3 separate regions of the Mus musculus genome follow, and regions 2 and 3 are each linked to region 1. The links are chromatin contacts, called in public HiChIP or PLAC-seq maps. All regions are on one chromosome and are shown on one strand. The core of a region is the stretch at or near the end of the contact, and the rest is flanking DNA. Distances in the headings are between cores, read along the strand shown. Region 1 overlaps Tlnrd1 (talin rod domain containing 1). Region 2 holds the start of Abhd17c (abhydrolase domain containing 17C). Region 3 overlaps Tmc3 (transmembrane channel-like gene family 3).

Evidence for each region. HiChIP or PLAC-seq counts read pairs in DNA pulled down with a chosen protein or histone mark.
Region 2: a contact with region 1 is called in an H3K27ac HiChIP or PLAC-seq map of embryonic stem cells, with 4 times the contacts expected there. The contact joins the promoter of Abhd17c here to the enhancer-like site in region 1. A contact is called at or near these places in 5 of 39 promoter capture datasets (3T3-L1-derived adipocytes, the C10 cell line, embryonic stem cells and 1 more), 12 of 484 Hi-C or Micro-C datasets (B cells, CD4 T cells, the G1E-ER4 cell line and 7 more), 9 of 115 datasets of contacts at active chromatin or transcription factors (the 230-238 cell line, CD8 T cells, bone marrow-derived macrophages and 5 more) and 3 of 9 other capture datasets (adipose tissue, liver and pancreatic islet).
Region 3: an H3K27ac HiChIP or PLAC-seq map of bone marrow-derived dendritic cells shows a contact between it and region 1, with 4 times the contacts expected there. The contact joins two enhancer-like sites. A contact is called at or near these places in 2 of 484 Hi-C or Micro-C datasets (the AML12 cell line and large pre-B cells), 7 of 115 datasets of contacts at active chromatin or transcription factors (bone marrow-derived dendritic cells, bone marrow-derived macrophages, embryonic stem cells and 2 more) and 1 of 9 other capture datasets (adipose tissue).

The regions. Positions count from the first base shown.
Region 1 is chr7:83,876,423-83,880,887 of GRCm38.p6, forward strand. Tlnrd1 (talin rod domain containing 1) reads right to left here. Exons shown (of 1, transcript NM_030705.4): 1 at 4,073-4,465. Among named protein-coding and RNA genes, the nearest start is that of Tlnrd1, 5.7 kb to the right of the region's middle. Within about 2 kb of position 2,344, at least 85 of the 459 cell types and tissues checked have an H3K27ac peak or open chromatin away from gene starts, as enhancers often do. A contact at or near this core is called in 3T3-L1-derived adipocytes, B cells, embryonic stem cells and 4 more, where this site is marked.
Region 2 is chr7:84,149,468-84,153,932 of GRCm38.p6, forward strand. Abhd17c (abhydrolase domain containing 17C) reads right to left here and starts at 2,426. Exons shown (of 3, transcript NM_133722.2): 1 at 1,815-2,426. The coding sequence starts at 2,377. LOC117997403 (a long non-coding RNA gene) reads left to right here and starts at 2,673. Exons shown (of 3, transcript NR_169136.1): 1 at 2,673-2,904; 2 at 3,079-3,217. Gm39044 (a long non-coding RNA gene) reads right to left here. Exons shown (of 3, transcript XR_869770.2): 3 at 4,219-4,465.
Region 3 is chr7:83,614,351-83,618,815 of GRCm38.p6, forward strand. Tmc3 (transmembrane channel-like gene family 3) reads left to right here. Exons shown (of 23, transcript NM_177695.4): 17 at 563-673; 18 at 1,508-1,633; 19 at 2,383-2,461; 20 at 3,779-3,821; 21 at 4,186-4,272. The region is part of intron 1 of Gm16638 (predicted gene, 16638); the gene reads right to left. Among named protein-coding and RNA genes, the nearest start is that of Gm16638, 15 kb to the right of the region's middle. Within about 2 kb of position 2,116, at least 41 of the 459 cell types and tissues checked have an H3K27ac peak or open chromatin away from gene starts, as enhancers often do.

The sequences.
Region 1 (4,465 bases), core at 1,094-3,593:
AAAATGTAGTAATTGCAAGATTTTAAGACATACAAAGTTGCAGAGTCTGGATTGGAGGCCTGAAGCTACACAGAACACTTCTTAGAGGACAGAGCAAAGCATCGAGGCACTTGCTGTGTCAGAGCACTCCACGTTAAGGCAAGAATGTCAAGGAAAACCGACGTGAACCTAACATTCAGGGAGGTAGACGGGGTTACTCTGGTGGAGTCCATCACAAGGTCTTCCGCTTCATGGAGTTCACTGTAAATATTTGCTTTAGTTTTTACAACGGGAAAACAGAGGCACAAATGTTTGGAGGACAGACACAGTGAGTAATACCTACCTCCTCCCAAGAGTGCTCTAAGGACCCAAGGACACATTATGAGTGAAAGTGGTCTGTAAACTAAAGACTGAAATAAGGATAGCAAATGCCTCAGTTACCACAGTTCAGAAAAAAGCCAGGACTCAGTCAATGCTACCTCACGTTACCACAGAAGTGTCCCTGGGTAAACGTGAATAGGGCCTCCTGGATAAGGTGCCAAAGAGCAGTTCTTACAAGGCAGGGGGTAGGGCCAGGGTATGACTGAGATCCTGGGTACCCTCTCAGTAATATGTCATGTGAGTAGCAGCTTCTGGTCCCCACACCCACTCATGCCACCATCCCAAGAAGAGTGAGTCTTTTAAAAGGCAACTCTAGCTCTTAAGGTTGATCACCCTATCTTCTGGGTGTATCACATACTGCAGTACAGATTTCCTGCAGTGCATGTTGGAATCGGTCTGTACATACATTGCTTGTGAGTATGTGTTAGAAGCTCAGTAGCCAGGGCTAGAGGCAAAGCTCAGCAGTTAAGAGCACTTATTGATCTCTCAGGAGACCCAGGTTTGCTTCCCAGAATCCACGTGGTGACTCACAAATATCCATAACTCCAGTTCCAGGGGATCCAACGCCCTCTTCTGACCTTCTGAGGCACTAGGCATGCACATAGTACACAGATATGCAAAACTCATACCCATAAATTAAAAAAAAATTATACAAAATAGTAAATAAACTCAGAAGTGAAGTGTTCTTTCTTGGTTGGTCAAAGAGCTCACAGGTTGACTTTTTCTTTTGAATTCACCTTGCACAAGAGATAATATGTAAGAACATAAAGTCAGTTTGCTGGTTTATGTTGTATTGTTTCAGTTTCTTTCCAAAGCATAAAGGGAAGAGAACTCTGTACTTTAGATAAACATGCACACATGTACACAGAGAGAAAGGGGAGGGAGAGATAGAAAGAAAGAGTGCGTGAGAGAGAGAGCTCAATTCTCAAGTTAAAGAGATGGCTCCCAGAGTACTACTACACAATTTTGATGATGTAATTCTCAAACCTGTCTTCTGATCTCCACATGCAAACTGTGGCATGTGCACGGTTGCATCCACACACACATCAGATACACATGAAGCACAACACACATCAGATACACACACACACACCCTCAAAGATCAATCTAAGAGTTCCTCGGGCCTGAGGACATACCTCAGTGGCAGAGCACTTGCTTGCCACATACAAAGACTTAGGTTTAAGCTCACAATGTCCAAGAGAAAAGGACACCAGAGCAAAGGGGAAGCTCATAGAAATGATATAGCCTCCTGACACACAAGGGGTGTATTCTGGATTTAAAGATAAAAAAGAAACCTGCATACTTTATAGGGCAGGGAGGCTCCAACCTGGGCATGCATCAGTCACCTGGAGAGCCTGATACAACACAGAGCAGCTTCTAGTGAACAAAGCTGAGGTGGCATCCAGAATAGTGCTGGTGCTGAAGGTCCTTGGACCACACAGCAGTACTGAGTCCAGAGCAAGGCATCACTCACAGCTGTCTGTATCCTAGTTGGCTCCCACTGCCTTTTGGCCCAGTAAATGGCCATTATAACTTCCACCTACAGGAACTATTTCACTACTTGCTTATGTAATCTTGTTGCAGGCATTTTATTAGTTTCATTTAAAAACCAAAACCAAAACCAAAATACATATATGCCAGGCATTATAGCCTCTGATCTTAATGGGCTCCCTGCTTTGTTAAATTGACCCCAATTCTGTTAAACTGACCTCAATCACAGAGGCCCCTGCTAAAAGCGGCGTTTCCTTATATCTAGACAACTACAGTTTTTGAGCCTTTATCATTGTAGGGGGAAGCAGATCACTCCCAGAAACTTTGCTTAAGCAAATTGGACCAATTAGTCACAGATACCCAAAGTAAATAATCAAGCAAGCGCTGAGAGGATCTGCCCTTAAAACCCAGGTCTCCTTAAGAACTCATTCAGCTACTAGAGTCAAAGGTCAAGCCAGGCAGCAGCCGCAGGCAGAGGTGCTAAGTCTGTGGATTTCTTCTCCAAGTCCTCTCAGTCTCTGTGCACTGCTCAGTTGCTAACTCTGGAGGTCCTCTGTCCAACCCCCGCCATTCTGCCTGTTCACCAGTCACATTCATTCAGAAAAAAAACAGGTGTTCCTGTTAAAATTAGCTGTCTCAAACTGCAAAATATCTCAGACCCCTATACCAGCTTTAAAAGGAAAGTGAAAAATAACTACCATTCAGCCGTTAACTGATGTTTCCAGAATGACAGTCACACACACACACACACACACACACACACACACACACACAGAGAGAGAGAGAGAGAGAGAGAGAGAGAGATTGATTTGCATTCTTACCAAGAACTCAGGATGAATAAGAAAGCCCAAACTTTAAACTGACAAAGAAAGGCTTCTTGTCTTGTTTTGATCTCTTTTCCCCCTGGTCATGCCTGAAAGCCTGCTCTGTCCCATTTCCTTCGGTTGACTGTCATAGACAATGGCTTTTGTTCGGGGAACTTAGCTGGTTTTAGCTGGTTTTCTGTCTTTCTCTTTAGCATGCCTAAGGAGGTTCTTGGCATCTCTTGGTCAGAAAGGACTCTGCATTAAACCTGACTTACAAACCTTGACCCAGAAAAGTCAGAAGAACCCAGGGTTGGACTGAAGTTAGTGGTGGTGAAGCTTAATTTACATATTTATAAAAAGAAGGCTGAGTGGAATGAGGCCGTTCTGATTTTATTTCTGGAACCAGTAACTCTGCTGACCTCATTACAGCCTATTATGAAATAGGTTGATGTACTTCTTTAAAAAAAAAAAAATCAAGGATTATTTAAAAGAGAAGTTTGGCAACTAATATATTGGAAGGAAATTAGAATGCCAAAGACCAGTGCCCAAGTCCCTAACCAGGCACTGCAGACACACACAGAACGGAACTGTGTGCTACTCACTCTGGCTTCTAAAAACCTGCTTGAAAAGACAGAGAAAATTTCAAGGCACCTACTGTCAGACAAACCCCGACCCTTATAAACCAAAAAAAGAAATTAAATATCACATTTCTCAAGGACAGAGATTTTTAACATTCCGCACTCAACCCCTATCACATACACAAGCACTGAGACAACTGTGAGAAACTCTGTGAGAAAGAGCAGTTTCAAATTTAATGTGGAGACTAGCTAGTTAATGTCATGCAAGGAGATAGGGCAAGTCTTTTTGCCTTTTGGCTTGCAGTTTTAAAATTAGTTCTTCAAGGATTAGTTCTTCTGGCTCTTAATTCCTTTCAGTTTACTCTGTGATATCTGCAGACTAAAGGAACCATAGGAAATTTAGACTTTATCATTTGTGTAAACCCAACGAATAGAAATAATTTCCATGTGTACATAGGACTTCTTTTGGCAGCCCTCTTGCCAATCTACCTGCAGCTGATCTAGACTAAACTTTACAAAAGAACTGGGGGGGGGGGGGTAGGAGCATACCCAAGGTCACTTCATTTTACTTTATAACTCTTGCAAGATCTAATTAGAGAAAACAACTGCTCCTTTGACCATTTCTCACTTAATTCCTAATGCATATTTGCTGTGCTGAGACACCAACTGTCTATGCTGGCCTCAGACTTATGGCAAGACTTCGACTTCAGTCTCTGAAGTGTTGAAATGAGAGGTGTGAGCAACAGCCAGGTTTGCTCTGACCATTGAAAATAAAATGTATACACACTATTACTTTAAGTTTTTTTTTTTAGAAAGTGTGGGAAAAATTGATTTTATAAGTTAAATTTCATTTTGCTGCTAACATTTTATGGTGACAACTTTTCAGATCTGTGGGCACTGGAAAGGTTTAAGCACAATAAAACCCCCTGAAAAAGTAAATGATACACTGAAAGCCTACAGGAGTTTTTTGCGCATGTGGCTCATCCAGGTTTCAAGGCTATAGATAAGTTTGTCACTCTATTTAGTAAGAAACTATTCAACAGTGTCTTCAACAAGCCATAAACTCCCCCTTAAAAAGTCCATCCCAAATTTATTTATCTACAGAAAAGCCAAACTACCTCGACATGATTTCAATCAACAAAATACTCTTTCAATACCCAACCAGCCACTTGAATCAAGGTCATAAAAACAAGCCCTCCACTGACAAGCATGCTCTAGAAAGTTCTAAGT
Region 2 (4,465 bases), core at 1,176-3,675, 270 kb after region 1:
AAAAACCTAAAAGCAACAACAACAAAGGATTTGTGCTTATTTTAGATATGAGTTCTAGTAAAACATTAAATAAACCACAAGCAAAATTTAAAGATATTAACAGGTAATTCGAATTTTAACTTATCCCCAACAATGCTTTTTATATGCAATAGACTGCACCCCACATATGTGGTAAAGCAGACATACACACTCAAGTGTGAAAAAGAGAAAGGTCCACATGGGAGCAATGTTCTGTAGGAATTTCTACAGACCATCAACTCAAGGTAGTACTTCTGTGTTTCACTGTAGAAACATCTAGTACTAAAATCTATTTTTAATACCTACACTATGGCAGATTAAGTAGTTCAAGATTGTGCGACACGTGTGGGCACAATTACGGGGTGACTGGACAGCCTCAGAGAGCCAGCTCTCTCCCTCCACCTCTGGATTGCACAGGGGAAACTTTGGTCACCATGTCCACCCACAAAGCAGCCTGCACCCACTCAGCCATCCACCTACTCCACATATTTTTCTCCAGGCAAGGTCTTACTATGGCCCTGGCCAACATAGAACTCACCATGTAGCTCAGGCTAGCCTGAAACTTTGAGCAATCCTCCAGCCTCTGCCTCCCTCCAGAGTGCTGAAGCATATCCCACACCAGCACTCCACTCCCCGCTTCTGACAAATACTTCTGAAACCTGTTCTTGGGAGCAGGTGGCATGTGACTACTTGTGGATCCTCAGCCACTCCATCAGGATAGAATCCAGCCTCATCTGCCTACATCATTCTCCAAAAACTATACCCCAATTGAGGAGCCCTCCAAGACCTCAGAAGAATGTGAGCAAGCATCTTAGAGTGAATACTAAGTACTTCTCTGTTATACAAGCCATTTCTCAAGAAGCATAAGGGATAACTTATGAACATATGTGCAACACATATGGAAATAAAGTCATTATTACTGGCCATGTACTTAGCTTAGCAAATAGACGTTTCATAAAAACGATACAAAGGTCTCTAAAAAGAACAGTGCCTACTGTCATTCTGGGGACTTATTCCTCTAACGAAATCCAAGCTCATTACACACAGGACCTCAGGTACGGTTGCCACCTGTGCTATGGGGATTGCATGGGAAGGTCACAAGCACCAAAACTGGTCAGGTCACTTGACTTTCCCGCAAACCAAATGTCTAAGTTCAGAGTAAAACTTAAGTTAGTTCCCCCCCCCCCCAACCTGGTCTGTCCTCAGAATATAACAATTTGTGCTTAGCATATAAAAGACCCTGAATAAATACTTTCCAGTTTTATGAACGCTAACTCAAGGTCAAGAGATTTCCTCACGCCTATAACACTCTGCGCTACTGGTGGTGTTTAGGGAAGGTTCTTCAGCTAACTTCCTGATCTCCCAGTGCCACATACTCTGCGGGACCAGGAGGCAAAGTCCTCCCCACACCCGACCCGACCCAGCCTTAAGGGCTGCACAGGCATCGCCCCAGGGACACTTTCTACTTGGAAAGTCTTTTAGAGGTCATCGTCTCTCCCCAGCTGTCAAGGGCTCTGAAAACCCCAAGGTCACTTCTACCAGACCTTCGGGGTCTGCGCGTAGCTCAAGACACAACTCAAGCCCAACCAAGTTGGTTTGGCCGGTACATTGGCATCCCCCACAGCGGCCACGTGCGTTTAACCGGAGCCACAAAGACTCCAGGCCGCGCGGGCCAGTGAAAAGCAGGCAGGACCCTTTAAGTCTGAGCTCTCCATCCCCGAGGGCTGTTGCAATCTCGAGCGAATGCAACAATCCGGGAGCACAAGCCCGCACCCCAACCGTGGCTCGGGGCTCACCGGGTGCGCAGTGCCTGCCACGCGGCGTCGATGTCAGCGTAGAGATTCTTTTCGGAGGGCTTGCCGGAGCTCACACCATAGCCCGAGTAGTCGTAAGAGAAGATGTTGCAGTTGATGCGCGAGCCCAGGCCGATGTAGAAGCTACACATCTGGCCCAAGTCCACGGCGTTGCCGTGCGAGAAGAGCAGCGTGTAGCGGCTGGAGGGCGCGCAGCGCACGAACATGCAGCCCAGCCGGTTGTCGCGGGCCGTGCGCGAGAAGAAGACCTCGACGGCGTCCAGTTCGCGCTGCGAGTACTGCCAGTCGGCGCGCTCGCTCAGGTGCAGGCTGCACGCGCCGGGGCCCGCACCCTCCTCGGCCGGAGCGGGCTGCGCCGCCGGGGCGGGCGCGGGGGTCGCCGCGGGAGCGGGCGCGCGCTGCTCGGGCGCCAGCACCGTGTAGGTGGGTTCGGGCGGCAGGAAGGCCAGCTTGGCGGCGATGCGGCTCGGACAAGGAGGGCAGCAGAAGAGCCAGCACAGCTCGCCGAGCGAGAAGCCGTTCATCCTGGGGCCGGGCTCGGGCATCGGGGCGGCCTGGCGCCCGCCGCGGGCGGGAGGGAAGCGCAGGGAGCGCAGAGGGAGAGCGCCGAGAACTGGAGGCCGGCCGAGAAGGCGGAGAGGCCAGGGGCGGGGCCAGGCGGGCGCGGCGCGGCGAGCGGGGCGGGTCAGCGGCAGCCCCGCAGCCCCGGCGAGGTGCGGACGGCCGGGGCTCGCGCGCGGCACACAAAGCCCGCGGCGGCGGCGGCCATGGCCCGCTCCAGCGCGCCGCCCCGCCCCCGCACGCTACTGCCACTTCCGGGTTACCGCGCCGCGCGCCCCCACAGGCGGGCGGGGCTACCCATCGGAACGGACGCCCCAGTCTGAAGCAGGACTCCCCGGGCTGGGCGGGGCTCCCGCCTCTTGGGCGGGAGTTAGCGCATCTGGGCGGGGCTACTCGTTAGAACAAACTCCCCGGTCCGAAGCGAGGCTCTGGAGTCTGGGGCGGGGCTTAGCGCGATTGGGGCGGGGGTCTGAAGAGATTAGAGCGGTTGGGACAATCCTGGATTGAAAAGGTAGGTGTGCAGATACTTTAGGATTCAGTTCTCCAAAACCAGCTTTCTGTCCTGGTGGAGTTATTGGGAATTTATGTAAAAGATAATTATTGAGAAAGAGAATTGAGTACATTAAAAATGCCTTGCTTTCCTCTAATCAATGCTATTTTTTTCTCTTTTGGTTGTTTGAGACAGTTTAGCCTACACTGGTTTAGAACTCACATGCTTCTAGCCTCTACCACCACTTGCTGAGATTCAAGACTTCTTGAACAGCCACTACCATAAATGCTCTGGTCCATCTCGTACGTGTTCCCGTGTTGCAGGCGGCTGTTGGGTATGTACAGCTACGCAGGTCTTTCTGTAATAACAATTACAGCAGAGCCTGTTGGTTTTACAACAAATGGTGTCAACACGGTCCTCTCTCACCCCCATCCCTTACATCATCCCCTGTGGTGCCAACTGGATACTCCATATCTGTCCTTTTTGATGTTAGTTTCTCTAGAACTGTTTTGGCGCCAGACTTTTTAATCATGAAAGACATGTTACAACGATTTTAATCCACTATTGTCTTGGCTATAGGCTTTAAGTGATTTTCCAAATATAACTCTCAGGGCTTCTGAAACCGTGTGAACCCTGGTGTCCGGTTGGCAGAGCCTCTCCTCTGGACTTTGGCACCAGGCTTTCCTTTCAGGGGTAGGAGGTCATTTTAGGCTACCTGCAATGAATACAACCAGAGCCCCAGTGGGCAGTCACCATTCCAGACCTCATAAATGTCCCAAGAAGGATTACAACATTTTTTAAACAAAAAGAATTTTGAGCATCCTAATATAAATTGATTTACCAGTACCACTTTAAGTAGTAACCTTGTGGACTGAGTTTTCAAAGGCCGTATCTTCACTGAATCCCCAAAAGCCTGCCCACAACGCCTCTCCAAGTCTGTTTTAAAGTTAGATGGGCAAAGCTGCTCTTCCCTAGCCAGGCTTTAGTGACTGACCCCAAGTTTTTCCCAAAGACTCTGGGAGTTGTTTCATGTTAATATTTTGCCTGCTTGTTTCCCGTATTAAGTCAACGTGTGTCGTGTTTTTCAAGCAATACCTACTGGGTCAGTCGCCAGAACTGCAAAAGATAGGACCATCTCTGCCATAGTCAGTCAAGACACTCTAAGAAGACCGAAAACAGTTTTGCATGTGAATTAAACAAGCCACCAACTCAAAAATGGTGGCGGGGATCAGAAGTTCAAGGTCATTCCCAACTTTATAGTGAGCTGATGCCAAACTGGGCAATGAGACCATGTCTCAATTAAATAAGCAAACAATCAAATCAGCTATTTGTGAACATTTAAATATTATTATTATTATTATTACATGTGTTTTGGGGGTGGGCATAGGTAGCCTTAGGCAATGGTCTCGGGTCCCCACTTGGTGGTATTTCTGTGAGGAACATAAGCTAGTACATTTCACTTTAGTGCAGAGTGAAAATAGAGGACGCTGAGTACCGAACTGAAGTGAGAAGCATCTACTCTCGTCTCAGTCAGTCTTCCTCCAGCACCGTTCCTCCCACCTGACAGAATGCAATAGCATGC
Region 3 (4,465 bases), core at 866-3,365, 260 kb before region 1:
AGGGATAGGGTCACTGTCTTCTTGGTTTATAGCTTACGAGTGCCCAGCCAGTATTTGGAAAGTAAACTTGCTCGAGTGGAAGCTTCTCTCTGAAAGCTGAGTTCTGGGTTTCTAAGCTGGCCATGACCCTCACACACAGCAGTGTGTGTGTGTTAGTCTGTGTATATATGCAAGTGCATGTGCATATATGTATGCATATACGTGTAGAGGCCAGAGGTTGATAGCAGGCAGGTACCTTTCTCAATTACTCTCCACCTTATGCTTTGCCAGTCTGACCAGGCTGAATGGCCAGTAGGCCTCAGGGACTGTCCTGTCTCTGCCTCCCCATTGCTGGGATTTCAAGTATGCTGCCTGTTTCAGCCTTTTCACGCGGGTGCTGGGGATCAAACTCAGGTCCTTGTGTTCATGCAGCAAGCGCTTTAGCAACTGAGCCACCTCTCCAGGCCCCTGATAAGAGAGCAGTTCCATCCACAGAGGTGGTAGTACTTCTGTGTAGCTATGTGGATGCACTCATTCAGACTCTGGAATGAATGCTGCTTCGTGATACTTGCTCTTTTTGCAGATCCAACAACTTCTACCTGGCAATGCTCCTGTTCATGTTGTTCCTTTGCATGCTGCCCACCATTTTTGCCATTGTCCACTACAAGCCGTCTCTGAACTGTGGTCCCTTCAGGTAACACACATAGAAAAGTGAAATAAGTAACCAAGCAAATGGATAAGTTAATATAACACAATACAATATTTTTAAATAATGGAAAACAACCAACAGAGCATGGTGTGGTTCGTCACCCCTATCATCCTAGTATTTGAGAGGCTGAGGCAGGAGGACTGTCAATAGTTAAAGGTCAGCCTGATCTACTGAGTAGGACTCTGTCACAAAACTGAAAACACACTTGTATATAATATATCCAGACTGAATAGGTTGTAGTAATGTATTTAGAAATATATGTATAATATAAATATACATATGCATACAAGTATGCATGTACTATGAGTTGATGCAAAAAGAGATCAGGGGTTTGAAAGAGAGCAAGTGGGTGGATCTAAAGAAGGGTTTGGAGGTAGAAAAGAAAAGGAGGGGAAAGGAGCAGATGGTTGTACAGAAATCTATGTGACTGAAGCCAGGCTTCATTTGAAGACAGTCTGTGCCAGCTTTCAGTCTGGAGTGTCTTGCTATAGCCATACAGATCTCAACTGCCATCTCCATCTTTGCCTAAGCCGGTTTTGAGCCAGGAAGCCGTTAGAGGTGTCTTCATTTACTTGCTAAAAGGCCAGTGCACTCATAGTGCGATCAGTGGCCTCACCTCCAGACCTACCAGGTAACCAGATCACTACTTCACATAACTTCAGGAGTGTTAGGCATCTTGGTCATTTGGAGATTGGCCTCCAGCTTTTATAGCCACTTGTGGAGATCCATCTCTAGACACCCAAACACTTTTGATAGATCTTGAAACATTCCCCTGGCAAAAGCAGTCCAATCTGGAGTTATCTTTTTCTTTTTTCCTAGCGGACAAGAGAAAATTTATGACATCGTGTCCGAGACGATAGAGAATGACTTCCCGACCTGGTTTCACGCTGTAGTTGGACATATCAGCAGCCCCGTGGTGATACTTCCAGCTGTGCTGCTTCTGTTGTGAGTGCTACACCTCCCAGCCCCTAGGGGGCATCATATCTCCCAGCCTACGGGGTCTGTCATAACTTCCAGACTTGAGGAGACACTATTGCCCACAGTCTCCAAGGGGTGCCACACCTCTCAGCCTTCTAGGACAAGTGTGTAGTCACCTGATCACACTGATGTCCAATAATTAAAAAAAAAAAATTAGTCCATTCAGAAAGCACTTACAAGTGTTGATGATCTAAACATTGATCTTGAGCCACACTTGAGAACACAAGGCACCATGCTACAGAGGGATGGCTGCATAGCTCCCAAGTCAACCACACCATCTGGAAGGTTACTGTGGCCACTCTAACAGGTCCGGACACTATGAATACCAGTAGAGTATTCTGCAGAAGTGTAGATAATTTTGAAATGTCATAATTCAGCTGAGTAGCTTATGTTTCTTAGGTCTTTCAGAGAGAAGTGAAACCAGTAGCCACAGCTTGATTGGCTGCAAGGTGCCTGCTGGTCTTGGTGCCTTGTATTTATTGTCAGGGTGCAGAATCTGAAGCAACAGGGGTCAGCTGCGGGAAGCAAAAATTTAAAAAATGAAGTTGTGCTTTCCCAGTGACCACAGGCTGTGAGAAAGAAGGCAGATGTGTTTTTGTTCAAGATTCAGAGGTTAGTGAGGAGGAACCCTCACTTCTGCTGCCCCCGAGCAGGGCTGGGAAGCTACAGAAGCAATTTAAGAACCCTGCTTACTATCCCATGTCCTTCCATGCCAGCATGCTCATCTACTACCTTCAGAGCATCGCGAGATCACTCAAGCTCAGCAGCCAGCAACTCAGGATGCAGATCCAAAATGCAAGTATCATCTGAACTCAGCTCTCATCCATGCCAATGTCAGCCCTGGCCAGATACCTGCACCCTCTCCAGCATGAGAGTCCAAAGCAGCTCCAACCCTCAGATTACAGTGCACATGTGCTATGGTACAAAGTGACTACCCACCGAGTCCCTCCAAGTTATTTCTGAGAATAGCCAGTGGTCACTTGCTTTGGCTGGGAGCAAGCCTGATGCTCACTTAAGCCCTCTTTGCATGGCAGCTCGGTAGACTTTAATAGACTGGTGAAGAGCCACCCCCACCTGGATCAACTTTGACCCCTGAGCCCCTAGTACTATTTGAACCCCAAGCACTCTGCTCTCTTCTTTCTTATTTTTTAGATTTTGTCTGACATAGACTCCTTCCCACCTGGAGTACACACCTCTCCTAAAGTAACCAGATTGAGGCAGATACTCCCTGGCCTTCTGCTTCTGTCTCCTGCTCCCTCAAGGTCAGGAGGAGGCCAAGGAGGTATCCAAGGTACCAAACTCTCTGGGTCGTGTGTATCCTGAAAGTCATACTTCCTTAAGTGAGGCCTCCTGCTCACCTCCTGTCTCTCATCATCACTGAAAAACAACCCCATATCCCCTTTTCACTAGGTAAAGAAAACAACTGCTCCCACACATGCAAATTTATGTAAAGGAGCAACAGCCTGGCTTTGTGAAATGTCAAGTTAGGAAGCCATTTCCAGTTGCAGGGCATTTTGTCCATGGATATCTCCCTAGTGGCTCATTTGTATTTTCTTTGTGACTCAAACCATTTCAGACTGAGCCTCCCTAATCTAAAGATCTGAACTGTTTCAGGACCTGAAAGTCCTTGAGTGTCAGCATGAGGCTGAGAGTAAAATTCCAAAACAGGAAACTCTTTCATGTACAAAAACTGTCGAAAATAATATTCTATAAAGTCACCTCCAGGCTGAATGTGCTCAGTACAAGTAAAGCAAAATGAATCTCAACTGAGACTTGGGCCTCATCCCTAAAATAACCAGAATATGAAACTCTACAGGTCCCAACTCCTTCAGCTACAGGATACTGTTTGCCTTGGCAGAGTTTCACACATGCATGAACTAATTGTTCTTACAGGAAACCCCTCAGGCATAAAACCTTGGCTTTTCCATGTCTACATTTATTCACTCAAAGAATAGGTCTAGCCTCTATGTCCTGAGCATTCTGTCCTCAGTGGTACTATTGTGTCCAGAGTATGAATAATAGCACATAAGTCTTTCTCTCTCTCTCCAAAATAAAATGGTAACTGCTTCCTCTTAAACCTAAAGCAAACTGGTTGTCATTCTTATTTTCTAGGCGAGATCTGAAGATAAGAAAAAGGTTGCCCAAATGGTAGAGGGTAAGTGAGCCTTAAAATACAAATGTCTACTCTCTAAGTTGGTAAGCATTTACAGAAGGGGCCTCATAACCAGTTCTGGACTTTCTCAAGTCACTGGGCACACTAAAGTAAAGCCAGGGCCAGCCACTGCTCTAAGCCCTTGATTTAATCATGTGCAGGCCTATAACTAACCCCCAAGCCTCTGTAATCAGATGGGGGCTTTGAAACAGGAGAGAAAACTCAATGTGGTAATATGGAAAATGTTGAAGCACCTGCTTGTCTAACCACTTTGTGTCTATCCTCTCAGGCACCCATCTCTTCCCATGTGAGCCCATCTTCTGCCCAGGCTCCCACATTCCTAAGTTCTGTCTTCTCTGACCTACAGCCCTAGCCATCCCTAGCGATGCCAGGCAGGCAGGCTCAGCCACTGAAGCAGAGTCGAGTGAAAATTCAAAGCCAAAGACTCTCCAAGGTTATACCTTCTTTCCCCCAGTTCTACAAATTCAGACCCATCCAGGGAAGAGCAAGCTATGCCCCAGAAGGAAGGAGAATGTGGGAAACAGATATCTGGCATGGCTAGAAGGCCAGATTTGGGGGTGGAATGATAGGTTCAGCTCAAAAAAGAGCCAGTAACTCTGCCCCTTGAGGCCACTAATAGAGTGCAC